2 separate regions of the Mus musculus genome follow, and region 1 is linked to region 2. Evidence: chromatin contacts called from public HiChIP or PLAC-seq data. All regions are on one chromosome and are shown on one strand. The core of a region is the stretch at or near the end of the contact, and the rest is flanking DNA. Distances in the headings are between cores, read along the strand shown.

Region 1 (3,109 bases), core at 221-2,720, 460 kb after region 2:
TCCCCAGTTCCCTTTTGCCTTCTGTTATAACCTTTTAAATGCTGGTTTCTTAGGGGTACAGCTCACCCTCCTTCTCTACCCTGTCCAACCTTTCCTTCACGTGTTACCTACATTGGTGTTCTGTTCAGACTTTCTCTCCAACTGTGAGACAATTCTAATGTGTTTATTCTTTTTTAAGATTTTCTTTGATGAGTACAGGTGCGTTGCCAGCAGGTATGTCTATGAACTACAGACCCACCTGGTACCTGTGGTGGCCAGAAGAGGGTGTAGATCCCCCAGAACAGAGGGTTCCAGACCATTGTAAGCAGCTATGTAGGTGCTGGAAATCAAACCCAGTTTTGTTTTTGTTTTTGTTTTTGTTTTTGTTTTTTTGATACAGGGTCTCTCCATTTAGCCCTGGCTGTTTATTCACCATGTAGGCCAGGCTGGCCTCAAACTCTTACTCCTGAGTGCCATTCAACTCTTTCAAGGCACAAGGCTTGTGGCACTTTGATATAGCAGGCCTACAAAATAGACTCTTTCCAAATTAACACTGAGTTTGCAACTTTTAAGGGTTTCCCCCTTAGTCTTTTTGTCTAAGAATATTAACAACACTATAAAAAGAAGCCTCCGCATGAAAATAATGACCTGCTGTGATGGTCGATATTGCTGATTTGATACTATCTAAACTTACTTAGGAGACAAGCCCGTGGGCAGGCCTATGAGGTTATCTAGATCAGATTAATTAAGGTGGGAATAGATGTAAGGTTGAAATAAATTAAGGTAGAAATAAACTGGGATGCCATCCTGGACTAAATAATAAGGCAGCCCGGTTCCAGCATCCGTGGCTCTCTGCAGATGAAATTCCACCAGCCACTTCCAGCCAAGCCTCTTCATTATGATGGGCTTCTCAGTGAGGGGAAACAAACCCTTCTGTCCTTCAAAGGTTTTTGTCAGGGGATTTTTTCACAGCAACAAGACAACTAATACACCTAAATGAACCGAAAATCACCTTTGGGGTTATCTTTTGCTGTGTAGGCTTGTCACCTCCAAATCTGAGCCGTGCTCAGGCCCTGCACTTAGCCACCGTGTCCACTGTCCTTGTCCTGCAGTCTGGGAGACCCTCCTTTGAGATGACAGATTTGCCTTAGGCGCTCCCTGTGCTCTCATCACTTGGGACCTACACGGCAGGCAGCTCTTCTCCAGTGCCTGTGATAACAGTTTCCAGGGCGTGACGCTCCTACACAGAAGATGCTCCAAGTGGACCTAAAGGACAAAGCTGTAACCTCCTCCCCGAACACCCCACTGAAAGCCACAGAGAGGAGGGTTGGCAGGGTTGGCGGGAGGGGCTCCATCTTGGCGGAGCCCCGAGGGCCACGTCGCCACGGGCTGGGGGGGCGGGGCCCGCGGGTCACGTGCCGGGCCTCCCGCGCACAGCTGGAGGCGGCGCTCGTCCTCCCCACGAGCCGTGGAGCCCGTGGCGCGCGGGGCATTGTGGGCCGAGGGGCGGGGGTTGGGAAGATGGCGGCTCCCAGCCTCCTCAACTGGAGGCGGGTTTCCTCCTTTACCGGACCGGTGCCTCGCGCCCGGCACGGACACCGAGCCGTGGCCATCCGGGAGCTGATGATCATCTTCGGCGGGGGCAACGAGGGCATCGCGGACGAGCTGCACGTCTACAATACCGGTAGGCGGCGGCTCGGCGACCCCGCCTCGGGACCGCGGAGGGGGAGGGGAGGAGCGGCGGACGCGGGCCTGACAGCTGTCACCGCCGGGTCGCCGCTACCCCAGCCGGGCAGGCGGCGGGGGAAGATCGGCTGGGTCGGCAGCCCGAGCTCGCAACGTGTTGGAAGGCGGCTCGGTGCTCGCGGTTCCGCGGGCTGGACGTGACTCCACCGGTAGACATCGAGACACCCCGGCCCATCCCTCCCCGTGGACCCGAGACGGCGGGTTCCACGGCTGGGCCTCCACCCTAGGGCCGGTCACTTAAGGGGTGGAGATCCCGCCAGTGTCAAGAACAAAACCCACCCCAAGGCGGGCCTCGGTGGTCTTTGCCTTCCCCCAGCCCCCTTCTTAGAACCTAGAGAGTTGAGGGGCGGGGAGGTTCTCCTGGCTGCCTCTTCAGCGTAGGTACAGTTAGTACCGGGCGGAAGCCCGCAAGACAGTTCTCTAAACTCGCGGCGGAGAGAGTTGTGGGTGAACGCGGACTGGTCTCTGATTAGCCGATGTCTGTAGTGTATGTGCTCTGCCCTTCCGGGCTGGTCCTCGCCAAGGGGCTGTCATAGCTAAGGCACCGCTGCACAGCTCGAAGTGTCACTTGTTAAGGGGGCAGGTCTTGACCTCCGTGCTGGTTGAAAGTATATTTTCTCCACTTACAAGTAGTCTAGCAATCATAGGAAACTAGTTAAGGCTAGATACTGAATTTGGTGTCGTTTTAGTTCACAACCTACAACTTTGATGAAACAACTTGATCACAGTAGTCCTCTAAAAGCTAAAAACGGTAGGAGAAATTTTGTTAGTTTTGACTCTCCTCAGTACTCCAACAGAAAAAGTTTTGAAGATGTTTGATTTGGTATAGTGTAAATACCCTGGGCTTAGAAGAAATTGGGTCTGTTTTGAATCTTGCTTTGGCAATTGTTCTAAATCAGCATTAAAGTTACCACGTCTTTCTAAATCACAGGTTTTCCACTTCTTTAATGGGGGGTGACACCAGGATTTTTTTTTAAGAGTACAATGATGCAGAACAGGTTTTCTTTTCCTTTTTCAATACAGGTTTCTCTGTGTAGCCCTGGCTGTCCTAAGACTAGCTCTGTAGTCCAGACGGGCCTCGAACTCACAGAGATCAATGAGCCCCTCGGCCTCCCAAGTGCTTTACTCGGACTAAAGGCATGTGCCACCAGTGCCTGCCCCAGATCTGGGTTTTCAACAGCAGCATTATTACATTTTGGGACTGGTGATTTTTGGCTGTGGCTACTACCTTGTATGTTGTAAGATGCGTGCTGGCATCCTCAGGCTCGAGCCATGGGTTGGTAGTTACACCTCCATCCCAGTTGTGACAACTATATATGATTTTAGACATTGTAAAATCAGTATTCTTGGGGGAGCAAAATAGTCCCCAATTGAGAACTGTTGG
Region 2 (3,419 bases), core at 149-2,648:
TAAACTAAAATAGGATGAAATCATGATTTGACACATTCACTAAGACCAGTGGGGAATGTAACAAGGGCCCTGACTCTATGATGACAGTACCATTCAAGCTGTAACTTCAACACAGAGACAGTACCATCTGCCAACAAAAAAACACAAAGGCCTAGTCCATCAAAGTCCAAAGTTATGGGATAGTCTCTACATGTACTACCTTACTCATGTTGTCAACATGGTTTTTTGTGCTTAAAAGCTCCTCATGAAAAAGGCTCAGGGGTATACTGGGATGGACTTGCCTTAGCAGGGAGCTGAGCTAAACCTTGACTAGAAAGTAATTATGTGGTTTCCTGCCATCTTGGCTCTTATATCACTATCATATGGATTTTAAGCTATGGATCCATAGACCCAATGAAAAGTCTAACAATTTAAGCTATCAACAACAGAAAGCAGATGAGAAACAGTATTCAGTACTCATGAATGAAAATTGGTTAACAAAAGATTGAATATATACAGTACACACAGTGACATTCTCTGACTTCAATTGTCAAATACAACTGCAATAAGGGCTATATTGTAGCTAAGCAGTGGTGGCCCACACCTTTAATCCCAGCCCTTGGGAAGGAGAGGCACATTTGTACTTCTGTGAGTTCCAGGCCAGCCTAGTCTACACAGAGAAATCCTGCTTCAAAACAAAACAAAACAAAACACAAACAAAACCCCCATACACAAGCAACCAACCAAACCAAGCAAACAATCTAATAAAAAACAACTTCCTGGGGAAGAATAGAAAGATCGACAAAATATGAGAAGGAAAAAACCCACACCATTAAAATTGTGTCAATTTTGACAACTTAGGCAGGGGAACACAGTGAGTCTGGCCTTACTAACACACGTGACTGGACCACCGTGGCATCCACATGCGAATGTGTTAATGACACAGACCTTACACTGCGCACAGTTAACTGCGATGGATGCTACACCCGAATGTCACGTGCCTGGTGCAGAACTTTAGAGGGCACAGAGAAACTAGAGCTCTGCCTGTCAGAAAATCTGCCTTTCCTGGAGACGGTAAAAGCAAGTGAGGCGCTCACTGCATGGTGACGTCAGCATCAGGGATGTTTTCCCACAAGGGCTCCGAGCTCCCCATAGTCGGAGCAGGGGGTGGAACTCAAGGAGGTCATTCAGGGAGGTGCAGGGAACTCAAGTGAACAAACAGAGAAACACCTGACGCTGATTCCCCGCAGCCCCTGGACAAACACCACAGGGGCCCCGCGGATCCGCCCCGCATTTGGACAGCGATCCAGCTCACCATGGCGCAGGCTGCAAACTCGCACAACTCTCCTCCCAGCTCCCGGCAACAGATCACATCAAAGCACACGGAATCACAGCCGACTTCCACAGAGCCTCAGCCAAGACTGCAGTATGGCGGACCGGAAGTGCTCTCCCCATTCTAACTGCTCGGTCCATCTGGAGTCCCTGATTGGCTAGTGAGGCTTGAGTGACAGGAACAGCTCCCACAGTGACAGATTGCACTGATGTTTCCAGCCCTGGCTTCCACCTCAGGCACAGAACTGCCCCAGACCTGAGGAGTTTGGCACTGCAGTAGAACTTGAGCCTGAACTGCAAAGTTGTCCCCACATTTTTCCTACACTCAGTAGACACTCTTCCTTCGAGTAGGCACAGGAGAGGGTCTCTAGCTTGCAATGACCATTAAACAATGTACAGGGGGTGAACCCACTGCTTCACAGCTATATGGGCGCCCAGCCCGTCCAAGTCGAACTTAAACTACCTAATTGATACGCACCATTCAGGCATTAGCAATTACAGTAATGTTGCTCACATTTCTCTCCACTGCACATTAGTAGCCAAAAGATTAACTTTCCCAGCCTTTTGTGGTGACACTGGCCTATCATGTCAGCATTTGGGAGGTGAAAGCTGGATATAAAAACATTTACGTCTGGTCTACAGAGTGAGTTTCAGAACAGTCAGGAAAAACCAAAACAAGCAAACAAATAAAATGCAAGAAACTTGATTTATGGCACCAAATGCAAACAATTAGGCTTCCCAAACAGGAGGTGACCAGGGTCAGATGATAGATATAGACAGTTTGAGATTAGCATGTCTTGCATAACACAATGGCTCATGTTAACCGAGTTTGTTAAGATGTACTGCTCAGGCAGATTATTTGTACATTATCTCCAAGGCATTTCTTTTACATTAAGCAACTAACTCTACTCTGAGTTGGCAAAGAAAAGAAAATCAAGGAAGACAGAAAGCAAAGACATTTGTGATGAAAGGAGTAAGAATCATGAAAAGAGGACCTGTCCAGTAACACCCTTTGCAGGATGTGTCAAGGTCTGTCTTTCTGTACAGACTTTGCCTCAGGCCTGCTCAGGCTGTGCTTACACAGAATCCAGACTGGAGACTGGAATTATTTACTGTGTGCTCTTCTTACCTATAAGGATCTGGGACCTAGAAGGCTGGTCATCACACATCTGGGCAGTGACTCCCATTGGGACTAAGGTGCTAGATGTCATGTATGTGTCCACAACATTGCTGTTCTGTACCTATGACACTTGCTTATGCTACTGGGATGACCACACAGGTTCTGGGTAAATGACAACCACACATGAAAAACCCCCTACTCTGGTGTGTGTGTGTGTGTGTGTGTGTGTGTGTGTGTGTGTGCATGGTACAGGCCACAAGGCCCTTGCCTGCATGCCTTCCATCTGACAGACCTTACTCTTGGTGGTGGATTTCACCACCAAGCATCATTATCATGCTGTCTTACAACCTCCGTATTCTGGACTTTTAAAATTCAGTGCAGGCCACCACTTCCTGAGGGTTATTCAGGTAAGCCACTCAGGGACATATCTTGCCTAGCAGGTGAAGTTTACATTGCTCCTCTCTCCATCACTGCTGTGCATCTAGATCTGTTCCTTTGACATCTCGGAACAGAAAGCGGTAGAAGGAAGTGTTTTTTAAGACATCATTGTACATATATGGCTGCTTTCCTACGTTTATACCTGTCCTCAACATCTGTGAAGTGTCCTTCGAGATTAGAAGAGGCTTGTTGGATTCCCTGGAAGTATAAGCATTTGATAGCCACCATGTATGTTCTGGGAATTGAATCTTAATCCTTTGGGAAAAAAACAACTAGTGCTTTTGACTGCTGTCCAGTCCAGGTAGAAGTAAGACTTCAAACCAGCCTACAATGAAACCTTTTCTCCTAACTTTGACTACAAAGTGGCTCCTGGGAATAAAAATACAATATTAGATAACTAAATAAAGGGCAGGAGAGATAAGATCATTGGGTTTAGAACACTGGCTGTTCTTTCAGGGGATCAAATATCAATGGCTTGAAACCACATTGTAGCTCAATGCAATCTGTAATTGCCATCTCAGAGGACCAGAGACTCTCTTGTAGCTTCTTC

What was found. HiChIP or PLAC-seq counts read pairs in DNA pulled down with a chosen protein or histone mark.
Region 1: an HNF4G HiChIP or PLAC-seq map of pancreatic cancer cells shows a contact between it and region 2. The contact joins the promoter of Hcfc2 here to the promoter of Zfp938 in region 2. A contact is called at or near these places in 2 of 39 promoter capture datasets (embryonic stem cells and stem cell-derived epiblast-like cells), 2 of 115 datasets of contacts at active chromatin or transcription factors (embryonic stem cells and pancreatic cancer cells) and 1 of 9 other capture datasets (embryonic stem cells).

The regions. Positions count from the first base shown.
Region 1 is chr10:82,697,644-82,700,752 of GRCm38.p6, forward strand. Hcfc2 (host cell factor C2) reads left to right here and starts at 1,471. Exons shown (of 14, transcript NM_001368720.1): 1 at 1,471-1,663. The coding sequence starts at 1,501.
Region 2 is chr10:82,239,877-82,243,295 of GRCm38.p6, forward strand. Zfp938 (zinc finger protein 938) reads right to left here and starts at 1,399. Exons shown (of 4, transcript NM_001105557.2): 1 at 1,295-1,399. The coding sequence starts at 1,297.